Regions from separate parts of the Mus musculus genome. Here all the other regions are linked to region 3. Evidence: chromatin contacts called from public promoter capture Hi-C data. All regions are on one chromosome and are shown on one strand. Each heading gives the region's core, a stretch centred on a gene start, on an enhancer-like site or on the middle of the called end of the contact. The rest is flanking DNA. Distances are from core to core; before and after follow the strand shown.

The links. Promoter capture Hi-C pulls out the DNA fragments that hold promoters and counts their contacts.
Region 1: a promoter capture Hi-C map of pre-B cells shows a contact between it and region 3, with 2.5 times the contacts expected there. The contact joins the promoter of Lpin2 here to the promoter of Vapa in region 3. A contact is called at or near these places in 1 of 39 promoter capture datasets (pre-B cells) and 1 of 484 Hi-C or Micro-C datasets (CD4 T cells).
Region 2: a promoter capture Hi-C map of pre-B cells shows a contact between it and region 3, with 2.6 times the contacts expected there. The contact joins the promoter of Myl12b here to the promoter of Vapa in region 3. A contact is called at or near these places in 2 of 39 promoter capture datasets (liver and pre-B cells) and 1 of 484 Hi-C or Micro-C datasets (regulatory T cells).

What each region holds. Positions count from the first base shown.
Region 1 is chr17:71,180,456-71,184,822 of GRCm38.p6, forward strand. Lpin2 (lipin 2) reads left to right here and starts at 3,077. Exons shown (of 20, transcript NM_001357791.1): 1 at 3,077-3,289.
Region 2 is chr17:70,988,850-70,992,719 of GRCm38.p6, forward strand. Myl12b (myosin, light chain 12B, regulatory) reads right to left here and starts at 1,667. Exons shown (of 4, transcript NM_023402.2): 1 at 1,624-1,667.
Region 3 is chr17:65,611,816-65,616,074 of GRCm38.p6, forward strand. It overlaps Vapa (vesicle-associated membrane protein, associated protein A), which reads right to left and starts at 1,740. Exons shown (of 6, transcript NM_013933.3): 1 at 1,405-1,740. The coding sequence starts at 1,483.

The DNA.
Region 1 (4,367 bases), core at 1,827-4,326, 5.6 Mb after region 3:
TTACCCAACAACAGTGAGTTCAGGTACTACCTAGAAACATTTTAATAATAGTTTAGCAAAGCATCCTATTCCACTTCTTAATTGTGAAGAACGTTACTTGGGAAAATTAAAAATAGGCACCAGATAAACAGAGACAGCCTTGCCAGTAAATAAGATTATGCCGCTCTTCTTCTCTTCCTTCTCTTCCTCTTCTCTCTTTTCCTACTCCCCTTTCTCCTCCTTCTCCTGCTTAGGCTTACTTGTCAGCACATCTGTGGGAATCTATTTCTTCAGTCTTCCAGCTCATACAGAAGACCAGCTGAAACAGCGACCCTTGTGGGACTGAGCAACTCCTAGACTCTTGACTTCCCAATCACAGTTGCCCATTGTTGGGCTGGTTGGACTGCAGACTGAGTATAACTAAGACCCTGGGGATTATAATCTAGTGTAAACATGTGTGGCATCTTCATCTGGATCCTGGAGAGTAAACCCAGGTCTTCATGTATGGAAGGAAACAGAAAGCAAGACAGGAAGCAGTCAGAGGTGACATGTCTCCACGCGCTACAGTAACTTACTTCCTCGAGTTTAGTCTCATCTCCTAAAGTTTCCAGAATCTTCAGAAATAGTTCATCATCTGAGGGCAGGGCTAGACCACTCCTCAGCATAGTTCCAAAGAATTCCACATCTTACTCTATAGAAAGCTGCTCAGCCCTCTTCACTGATGCTCTATTCACAATAGCTAGGAAATGGAAACAACCTGACTGTTCTTCTACTGATGAAAGACTAATGAAAACGTGCCACAGATAGACTATGGAATATTGCTCAGCTGTGAAAATGTGCTACAGATAAGACTATGGAATATTACTCAGCTGTAAAGAAAAAAAAATCATGAAAATTTCAGCAAACAGAACTGAACTTCTTCTGACCTTATAGTAAAATGGCTTCCATCACTCAGATGGAGTCAGGCTGGCCCATCACTAGCCCCAACCAATATATCTACCACAGAAATCCTGCTCCCAAGGATCAGGAATCATGTGGAAGAAGAGGAGGCAGACCGATTGTAAGAGACAGAGGGAACAGGAAGTTTGCTATGAGATTTTTGTCTCAGAAATGTCAAGGAAGCTATACCCACGAAGCCTCAACTTGGCTGTTTCAAGACCTGAACAAGAACCATACCAATAGGCATATTAATATGGAATGGAGAATTCTTAGGGGACCCCACCCCTAGACAAAGAACTGCAGACAATTAAGTAATTCTGAGTGGGAGAAATAGTCTTCTCTAGGGAAGAGACACCCCAATTAGTTATCCAGTACAAAATGATCAGTCCTGAAATAATATACATACAATTAACATGTATGTGTTTATGTTATGAGCAGGCTGATTTATATATCTATGAATGTATGTATAAGCAATGAAAAAATAGAGGCCATGAATATGAGCGAGAGCAAGGAATGCATGAGATGGGTTGGAGGAAGGAAAAGGAAGGTGAAATGCTGTAATTATATCCTAATTTCAAAAATAAGAATTATTAAAAATAAAAACAAAAACAAACAAACAAACAAAAGAATATGCCGTTCCATGGCTTGTAAGGAGAGGCTGCAGTGCACGGTGGGGAAACCCCGAAAGGACACAGAAAGATATTCTTAAACAAAACATCAAGACAGCTTGCAACTCTAGAGTCAAAACATCTCGGGCCAAACTACATTAGGGGCAACAAGGTCTTCTCTCTTTGAAATGAAAGATACATCTAGACTAGCAGACCGATGATTGGTGGGGGAAGGTTCTTGGCCATGAAACTGGAAGGTGGTAGGGTCAGAAGGTGAGGAAAGACTCTGGGCAGTGAAGCAGATGGGAGTTGGGTGTGCCCCAACTTTACAGGTATCAGCTGGGGGAAGTCGAGGAACAGTCAACAAATATTTAATTAGTTCCTCTTCTGCCTCAGTAGTAGCATGAAGCAGGCAGCCACTAGAGAATGAGGAAAATACTATAAACATGAACCAATCCTTCTGAGTAAGGTGTCAAAGCCCAGAGGGGGCGGTGACAGAGGAAGGGCGGGTTGTCTGCTGCTTTCTGCATGATGAGAGGAAGGAAGCGTGAGAATATTTCCCTCCCAAGGTAGGAGGTAATGAAACTATCCCGAGAGAAACAGGAAAAGTCAAGAATGAGAAGCTAGAGAACAAACAGTAACAGCGTGTTCTACAGTCTGGGCTGCAAGCTACATTGGGCTCCCAATGGGAATGAAGGTGTAGCTGTTCCCAGTGCATTGACTTGGGGATTGAGGACTGGGTTCTCTGGGTTTAATTGCACTTCCCCACAGCGGAGGAGTAGTATTTCTCGAGCATTTACGGGAAACTTTCAACCTTGAAAACATTTCTTTCACTGGTAGATCAGATGAAGAGCCACGCTGAAGTGAAAAATCCCAGTAGGTTTGGGTGTCTCTGTGGACCTTGGTAACTACTGAGGCAATCTGGTTGAATTCCACACGGCGGTACTTAGGCAGGGAAACGAAAGGTTTCCCGGGTCCCAGCACAGACTATGCTCACCGCGCTTCATTGTTGCAAAGAAACTGCTGTGCCCAGGCCCATACCGGAGAGAGTTTGTATAAATGCATGGCTCAGCGGCCGGAAGACTGTGTCACACTGTTCATGCTCGCGGTGAGCACGAAGAAATTAACAAGCATTTAGAAGTGATGCCATGGCCTTCCATCGAAAGAACCAGCTGCAGATATACAAGACGAAAAACAGCCGCCGTCACTAACACTCGCAGCTGCAGCCGTTAAAGTGCACTTTTTAAGTAGGCGGTGTTATCACCGAGCTCCAAGGGTAAATAAGGAAAGATACGGGTTCTGCAGTGATCCCATGATGGTGCACTCGCGTTACGCGGGGACACCATTATGCAGCAGACCGTTTGCACTCTTTTTTGGTAGCTGGACTCTGAAGCCCGACGCAGCGCCGCAAGGTTGCCATGGGGACCGGAGGAAACTTTTTTTTAAAGCGCCCTTCTGAGGCCGGCGCCGGCGTCGAGCTGCTCTCTCCCCGGAGGGGCCCAGGGCTCCAGGCGCGCGGCCGGCGGGGGCGGAGCTCGCGTCACGTGGCCGGGCCGGGGCGGGGCGTGCGCGCAGTCTACCGCCAGCTCGGCCGCCGCCGCCGCTGCTGCCGCCGCCGCGTCCCATTCATGAGGCCCGGCGGGCTCCGCTGTAGCCCGCGGCTTCGGAGGCGGCGGCCCCGCCCCCTGCTCCCCCGCTTCTTGGGGCATCCCTGCGGGGCTGCACAACAGTCCGCCGAGTGAGAGCCGCGCGCGGTGCCGCAGGTAAGCGGGCCGGAGACAGCGCCGGGGCTTCCCGGGGGGCCGCGTCCCCGCTCGCGGCCTCGCCTCGCGTGGGCCACGTAGCCGCGGCCGCGCCGCCTGAGGACGCGCGGGCGTCTGCGGAGACCCTCACGTCGGCAGCGGTCCTCCGAGCCGCGGGCGGCGCGCCCGGGGACCGCAGCCCCGGGCCTGGGGGAGGGGAGCGGACGCCGGCGCGCGGTCGCGGTCATCCCCCGGCCGGGACTGGCGAGGTGCAGTTATTCCCTCAGGCCGTTGGCTTGCCCGCCGCCGCCGTCGCCGTCGCCGCCGCCTCCTGCAGGCCGCGGACCTGGTTTAGATGTGAGTAGCCTGTTGCCGGCGACCCCCGGGGCCCTGGAAGGTTCTGTCGGCTGTGGGAACCGGAGCTCTGAGGCCCAGTTTTGAGCGCCGCGGATCCACCCCAGCCTAAGAAAATTATTTTCATTCAAATTTAGGATGGCGTTTCGGAGCCATAATTATGCAGAACAAGACTAGGAAGATCGCCCTCGCTTTCAGAAAGTACTGGAACGCAGGATACTTGGAGAGGCACTGAGGGATTACTGAACAAGCGGCCACACACTTATTTTAATGCATCTTTGAGACTTAAAAAAAAATTAAAAATGGAAACTGAGGCTCTTGCATGGCGCTGAAGCTCATTTGCCCAGCAGTAGGGATGCTGGTTAAGTTGGTACCGAACCTCGCCTCACTAATTTAAAACGTTATGATAACACAAGTTGAATTTTGAAATCTATTTTGGGATCATTTGCCGGTTAGTGTCTGTGTTGATCCGACATTGATTGCTTTCACTGGCTTAAAACTACGAATCGTGGCAGGTATTGCTAGACTGGGTTAGCAACCCAGCCAGCCACCAAGTGTGGGAGGAAACAGGTGTTTTAGCCCTCGTTGGGCTGCCCTGCCCGGTGTGCCCTCTCACATTGCCCGTGGGTAGCCTCCTACGGGCTTCCTCCTAGTTAAATGTGTTCTTGATTGTGGTTTATCGGCCCCAGCGATCTTCAAGTTCGAGGTAGTAGCAGAATAGCTGTAGCATGCTAGAAATGAAATG
Region 2 (3,870 bases), core at 417-2,916, 5.4 Mb after region 3:
CATCATGTAGTCTTTTTTTGGTTTGTTTGTTTGGTTTTTTCGAGACAGGGTTTCTCTATAGCCCTGGCTGTCCTGGAACTCACTTGTAGACCAAGCTGGCCTCGAACTCAGAAATCCGCCTGCCTCTGCCTCCCAAGTGCTGGGATTAAAGGTGTGCGCCACCACCGCCCGGCGGTAGCAAGCTTTGAGGCTCATTTGTTTACCTGTCCTCCTCCTTTGCACATAGTGAGTTCTGATACCCTTTTCTCCTGTGCTTGTGCCAGGTAAGGGGAACTTCAGAGGGAGGAAGGGAAACCTGCTTCGCCCGCCATGTTAAACTTGTCACAGAAGAATCAAAGACGCTGGTAACCGGGGCAGATGAAAGCCATCCCTACACAACTGTATCATTCAACCTTGGGGGAATGGGGATATCGGTCCCATCCCTGGCTTTCCTAACTTTGGCCAACCATTATCACCCAGGGATCTGTCCTTCATAAGCTGCAGCTCAGTGAACAGGTGCCTTTGTGTGTGTGTGTGTGTGTGTGTGTGTGTGTGTGTGAGAGAGAGAGAGACAGAGAGAGACAGAGAGAGAAACAGAGACAGAGAGACAGAGTGAGGAGCAAGTGGATAGAAAAACCCTGGTGGCATCATATGAATTCCTGAAGTGATGTTCCCAGGCAAATGACATCACCTCACTTAAGGGTTTATTGAAGGAGAAAATGCTGTGATATTTCTCTAACACACAGGACTACAGCCAAGCCATCTCTAGAACAAAAGCTGTCAACCCGATTCCCTAAACATCCTTTGTCGTGTTACTTCCTTGTCGTGGGTGACTCCCCAAATCCTCTTACGTAATTTTTCATTTCTCATCGAGTTTTCAGTACACCTCTAAAGAAAGAGGCCTACCTTGGCTAACTAACTACGTTATTTTATTGTATAGGGTCTCGCCTGGGGTCGTGTGTATCCAAGAGCCCTACCCTAACTACCTTCCTCTTTCCCAGCTAGTACTCAGTTATTGTTCTTCTCCCTTCCGGCTGACCACCCGCGCTTCTTGTGCACATAATACGATGCTCATCTTTTGAGCTTTTTGCTCGGTACCTCCTAGCAGAGATCCACCAGTTCATCTTGGATCCCTGGCTCAATATGTTCTCCATTCTTTCCAGCTTTCTTCGAATTGTCCTCTAACAATGAGCTAAATCTTTGCAAGACCTAAGACCCAGTAAGGATTTATGCAAATCAGCCCATTTTAGCATTTGCTAACCAGGAACTCTAGTACCAGTTCCTGGTTTCCTCTGGCAGGAACCATACACCAGCGGGCTTCTCCTCCCCCAACGCGTCTAGAACAGATGCACGCAGTTGCGCTAACACACAGCTTGGACCTGCAGCCTGCAGCCTGCAGCCGCGGCAGGTGCGGGCAGCCGGGCACCAGGTGTCAGTCATCGGATGTCGCAGGCCCAGTGCACACGGTCCCGGGGCCTCGTTCGGCCAGGGTTCGCCAGCACAGGAACCGCGTAGGGCCTCGAACCGAGCCACCTCCGCTCCACCAGCCGATGGTCCAGCCGCCCGCAGGCTCCAGGCGCGGTTGCGCAGCACTAGGGACAGATGCGGCCCGGGAGATGCCCCGCGGGGTCGAGAGCCACTCACCTGACCTGATGCTGCACACCCGAGAGGATCCGACCGGCGACTGCGACCAGCGGAGGTTGGGGCGGGACAGTGGCGGCGCCGCACTTCCGGCCCGGGGGCGGGGCGGAAGGAGCACCGGCGAGCCCGGCGCGACCAACCGTGGCAGGGGGTTGCTGCAAGCGTTTCGAAGACCCGGAGGACCCAGGCAGCCAGCGGCGGAAACTAGCCTGGCTGCACGACCCGACGAACTCAGCCCCTGTAGCCGCGAGTACATATTCCCCAGCTCACTGGCACGGCATCCTCCTGCCGCAGCCGCGCCGGCTTGCTGGTCTCCCCGGCTCCCAGCGCAAGTCCCGCGCCCCTTCCGCATTCCCGAGCCGAGGGCGGAGCGCCAGCGCTGGAATTTGACCCGGGTGGGCTGGGAGCCGCCCTGGTTTGGGGGTCCCCTGGCGCCTGCAGCGGGCAGCCCGAAGTTGCCTGATTTAGCAGAGGGCAGTTGGCCTGGTTAAACTGAGTTTTAGATAAACAATGCTCAAGAGAAGGAATGTAATCCGGAAGAGGGCGGCGGCTGAGCACTCTCCAGTGGGCTCCAGAAACGTTCTCGCTTATTTGAAATTGCACTCCAGCCAGTGGCCTTTACTTTCTCCCCGCCGGGAGGTCATATTCTAGAAGTCTGATCAGAAATTCCGTGTCAGACGGTGGTGGCGACACCTTTGATTCCAGCACTTAGAAGGCTGGGGCAGCATCTCTGTGAGCTGAAGGCCAGCCTGGTCTACAGAGCTTAGTTCCAGGACAGCCACGCTACACGTAGAAAACCACCTCCCTTCCTACCCCACTTCCAAAAGAAATTCCTCCAAGGCAGGAACACTATGGTCTCCAGCACTGAGTATCCGTGTACTTCACAGCAGTCCAGACAATACAAATACAACTTAGGGGCCAGCAAGATGGCTCAGCAGGTAAAAGTGCCTGTTAGCACGCATGACTGAGTTATTTTCTCAGGGCCCACAGAGAACAACCAATTCCTGTAATTTGTTCCTTGAGCCCCGTATGCAGGTACCAGGGAATGTGCAGCCTCCTCCCCAAACTAGTAGATAAAATGTAAAATAAGATAATAATCCTAATAAATTGAGGGTGGCTTTAAATATGCGCTTGAAAAAATCAGGGTCTGGGATTGCGTAGGTCAGAGGTGGAGAATAGGCGCCAGGTGGTACTGATGCTGTATCTTTGATCCTATTTGTCCTCAAAAATCATTGCTTAAATAATTATGTTTCTTATAAAGTTATGGCACTTTCAGGGTTTGTTACATAAGTCTACCACCACTTCCTAGATCCTCACCCTAGGCAATGTAAAATCAGTTAATGAGCAGGATGTGGTGGGCACAGGCCTTTAACCCTGGCATTCCAACGGGTAAACTTAACACAGCAAAAGTCCCTCTCAAAAACCCAGAGTGCGCACAGGGAGGTGGGTCAGTGGCTAAGAGTACTTGCTATGCAAACAAGAGGACTCAAGTTTGAAGTCCCAGCACTCATGTAAGGGCCAGGCTTCCCCTCTTTCCAGGGAACCACAAATCGGCTCCATACATAAACACCCCCCTCTCCCACATTTCCAATTTCTGTAGCAAACGAAGGAAGCGCTCCTATTTCAAATGAGGAAGATGACATTTTAAAACAACCTGGCCACATGAGGGCGGGCGCAGATCCACTTGGGTACCAGGTGGGGTTTGGTTAACCACACCCAGCTCCAGATAGACTAGACGCTGCTTTTTATCATAAAGGGACCATTATGAACAGCATGAATTCATTTTATAAATGAATAAATAGGTCAACAAAGAATAAGTAGCTTCGGGGACTGGAGAGATGGCTCAGCGGTTAAGAGCTCTAACTGCTCTTCCGAAGGTCCTGAGTTCAAATCCCAGCAACCACATGGTGGCTCACAACCATCCACAACGAGATCTGGCGCCCTCTTCTGGTCTGAAGACAGCTACAGTGTACTTACATATATTAAAAAAAAAAAAAAGTAGCTTTAAAGCCGTGCTGTAGCAAAACTGGGACTTGAAATGCTGAGAAAGGTCTCGCTGGGTGGTGGGTGGCAGCAGCTCAGGGCTCAGCACAGCCAGGGCTGCGCCCTGGGGGAGGGGAGGTAGTGGGAGGAAGAGGAAAAAACACCAGTAGGCCAGAGCACTCCAAATCCAGTAGGCTCCTCTATACTTCCCTAGTCCCTCCTAAAACGAGCTTTGTGTATAACTTTCCAAGGCCTGTACTTGAAGCT
Region 3 (4,259 bases), core at 490-2,989:
TTCAAACTTTGGATGGTTTCTGGACTTCCAGAATGCCGGGATTATAAGTGTGGTTCACGACCCAATTCCAAAGATATTAGAGCTGCCTTAAAATCACAATCAAGTTCTTGTCTAGTAAAGAGAAACTTGTGAATGTACTGAAACACCTGCAGGGCATGTGACTAGCAGAATACCCAATGTTTATAAGCCCTAAAACTATTTAAGATATAAAATCTTTAAGTGTCTGGAACTATTTTAAATTGTTCCCACAAGGACAATTCAGCTATTTTCATTTGGACTAACTCTTACACTACTATTAATGGGTTTACTTTTTCTCTTAGTACTGGAATCGATGTGCGCCTAAGGAAAATTGTTTTCATCAGTTCCTGAAATTAAAACGCAAGGTATTAACTTTCGGGGGGGGGGGAGGGGGGCACTTTACATTTAAAGATAGGAAGGATCACGTTTTCTCTTTAGCTCCATTCTTTTGGTTCTCCTTAAAATAAAGTAAATTGTTCTGTGTAACGTTTCGTTTCCTACACACTGAGAAGGCAAACCGCCTTGGATCTGAACAAGAATCACCAAGCCACTGTCTATCACAGTCAATGCTCCAAAGTCAACAGTTCCAGAGCTGTGTGGCACCTTAGCAGCTTTCTCGGGATACGCAGGGAAACCGCAAGCGTAAGCGGGTCACAAACGCTGAAAGAATTCTTCAGTAAAGACAGTGTGCACTCAAGGACTGGGTCCTCCGTACCTAGGGACAATCCGAGCTGACACAAGGGACCCACTACCATTAACCTCTGACCATGCATGCCCCAGCTGACGCACAGCTTTCTGCCGCGCGCCTGGGGGCCGTGCCAACACGCGGGGTCAGTCCCAGCCAGAGACTCTGCTGCCTGGTCTCCCGGCTCAGCCAGAGTCCCGCACCTGACCGGGAAAGACTCCGGGCGAGGCCGCGACCGTGAACGCCTCCTCGCCCGCGGCGGACCGCGCCTGCCCAAAGCCGCCGAACGGCGCCCACTGGCGCCCGCCGACTAGGGAGCTCCGGCTCCCAGTCGCCCTCCCGCACCGCCCGACCGCACCGCGCCGCGCCGCGGCCGCCCCTGGGGCAAGGACGCCATGCGGGCCGGCGGGCAAGGCGCGGGCGGGCTCCCACGGCGCCCCCGCGGGGCCGCAAGATGGCGGCGGAGCCCTCCGCGGCGCCCGGCGGCTCCCTCCCCTCCCCTCCGCAGCGCAGCCCAGCCCGGCCCGGCCCGGCCCGGCAGCGGCGGACGGCGAGGCGCGGGGCCGAGGGACGCAGCGGGGCCGCGGCTCCGACGCTCGGCCGGGGCGTGGGGGAGGGGAGCACGGCCCGGCCACCCCGCCGCCGCCCGCCAGCCCCAGCCCCAGCCTCAGCTCCGCTCCGGAGCGTCCCAGCCAGCCTACCTTTGAATTTGAGGTCTGAAGGAGGGTCGAGGACCAGGATCTGCTCGTGCTTCGCCATGGCCCCGGAGGCGGACGCCATAGGAGACAGCGCAGCGCAGAGCGGGGGCGCGCCCGCGGCGGCGGTTCGCTGGCGGGGGCGAGGGGACGGTGGCGGCGCCGGCTCCGCGGAGCTCTAGGACGGGGCCAGGCTCACGATTCCCGAAGCTCCGCGCCTGCTGCCGGGCCGCGGGGGTCCCGAGGGCAGCCTGTCCGCTCAGCAGCTCCGGGTGTCACAACTGACTCAACCCCACACCAGCCGCCGCGGCCACGCGCACTGCGATCCTCGGCGCCCCACGTGACGGGCCCTACGTGCCTACGTGCGCGCCCCCGCGGCCTGGAGCCCTCGTGCTGGCCCCGCCCTCCGGGCCTAACTGGGGGGTGGGAGGGGTCAACGCTGAGCTAGTGCGCCTGCGCACCTCCGACTTGGCCGCAGCTCCGGGCGCCGCGCCGCTGTCAATCTCCGTAGAGCAGGGTCGGGGGGGCGGAGCGGGGCTCTTTGCGGGGAGACGCGGTGCACGGCGCCCCGGGAAGGGGGTGTCGTTCTTGGGGCCCTGGAGCTGCGAGTGCGGGGCTGGAGCGCCGACTACGACGCTACCTCACGGCGTTCCAAGTGGAATTCCGAACGGAAGAGAGTCATGAAGCGCCGGGTACCTCGACTCCCAGCATGCCCTGTGCGGGCGGCGCCTCCGCGGTGGCTGCTGGGAACCGGGAAGGCGACCTGGGTCCGTTGGAGGCGAGTGGGTGGGGCCGCTGACGCGGCTTTTGGCTCGCCGAGGGCGTCTTGTCTGCCCTGGAAAAGAGAAGGGTTTTTGCAGGCTGCCTGGAAGCCAGGCATCCCAGGAGAGACCGCCCTTTGGGAGAGCGGCAGGGCGTGTCCCTCTGGTCTGCTGGGGATTCCTTCCGCCCTCAGCGAACGTGCGCTCCGTTCTGCCTGCTGTTCCAAGACTGCCTCCTCCCCATCTCCCTCCTGCCCAGCCAAAGGAAACACATCTCGCTCACAAGCGAACGAGTTCCAGGGGAAATCTGTGCCAGGCACAGTTTCTCTACAAGGGTAGAAACGAAATCTCTGTTCCTACAGCGTGGAGTTCACGTGCTGTATCTACAGTGTGGTTCACTTCAAACTCATACCCAAATCTGTTTGCCACATTCTCGTGCTAGGGACGAATTTTATCTGTATCACTTAGGAGAGCCTGTACCAAATGAGAAAAAAAAAAAAAAATGCCAAGCAAGTTGCTGACAGATATTCAGCCCCTTGCCAGGGTATCCAGGGACGGGAAGAGCAAACAAAACAAATGGATGTGCTGTAAAAACCTTTATTGTGTCCTATGGTGCTGCTTGAATTTAAATCTCTAGGAAGCTCCGTGCGAAACAAAGCACATATTCATGCTTCTGCCACGAAAAGGCACTCTAGATTGCTTGGAAGTAAATGTCGAAATGAGCAGTCTAGAATACAGCTAATTAGACTTTTTCAACTTGCCGCCCCGACACCTGAAAAACTTTCATGCCACTCGAGGTATATAGGATATAATAGTGGTATAAAGCAAACATTGGTCGTTTAAAAAAAAAAGTTTGTTTTCTTTCTTTGAATGCTTACTTTGTATCCTAACCTAAAAAATGAATTTTGAAAAGAAGCAGACCAAAAATCCATTTAAGACAAAAGCAAGCTTGTATGCAAACGAGATGGATTTCCTTGTTCATCTCTACGTAAAAATTATTTATTCTTGGCTGAATATTTGATATTGCTAAACACAACATTGTCAACTTTTTTTGTAATTGATTGCTATTTTGATTTTATAATTACCAATGCTGAGAATCATTTTATATAAATACCTAGTGCAAAGTGGCAAAAAAATAGATTTGGAAACATTTCAAAAATAGTTGGAAATTCTATCCCAATCACCAGCCAAAATTTTCGTGTGATTTTTTTAATGAAGTGCAAATCAGTAACTCAAACTGCAATTTTAAAATAAAAAATTCTAACACAATGCAATCCCAAGATGTATAAATTTAACATGTGCTAAGAAACAATAACAAGAAAATATTATCTTTTTTCCTTAATTAAACCATTATGTCTTTGAAGAGTAGAAGTCTAGGAGCAGAAAAGCTGCCTCAGCGGTTAAAAGCACATACTGCTCTTGCAGAAGACTTGAATTTTGTTCCCAGCACCCATAGCAGGCTGCTCACATCTACCTGAAACTCCAACTCCAGGGACAGCCAATGCCTCTGGCCACTGGAGAGTACTTGCACTCATGCACAGATCCTAACAAGTATACGTAATTAAAAATAATCTCTTCAAAGACTAGAAAACTGTACAATAAGAGAGCACTGCAGTTCATATCTGAGCCAAGGTGTTTCAGGCAGCATCAGTAGCCTTATGTGGCCAGACAGCACATAAAGAACAAAGTATACATGACGTGTTCAGAACCAGGGCTACAGTGAGAACCCACAGTGCAGCCCGGGTGAGCCCCTACACAAATCCTTTGCATTCACTACTCATTCGACTTTGATTTACATTTGATTGTTGCACGTTCAGAAACCTTTTGCTGTTGTTAAACTTCCCCAACCCCCACAGTCAGCTACATGACCCACTAGGGGCACACAACCCACAGTTTAAGAACTTGAGGGTTTAGATAGAGTCCACACCCCTACCCCACCCCCATCCCAGAAGAGATCATAGGAGACAGTGCCAAACCTAAGGCACAGATCTTCAGTCATGGAGAGCCTGGTAAGATGGAAGTACTTAATCTTTTTAAAACAAATGCTAATTTACTTTGACTTTGAAGTCTTTTTATCCACAAAAATTATTTTGAAATGTT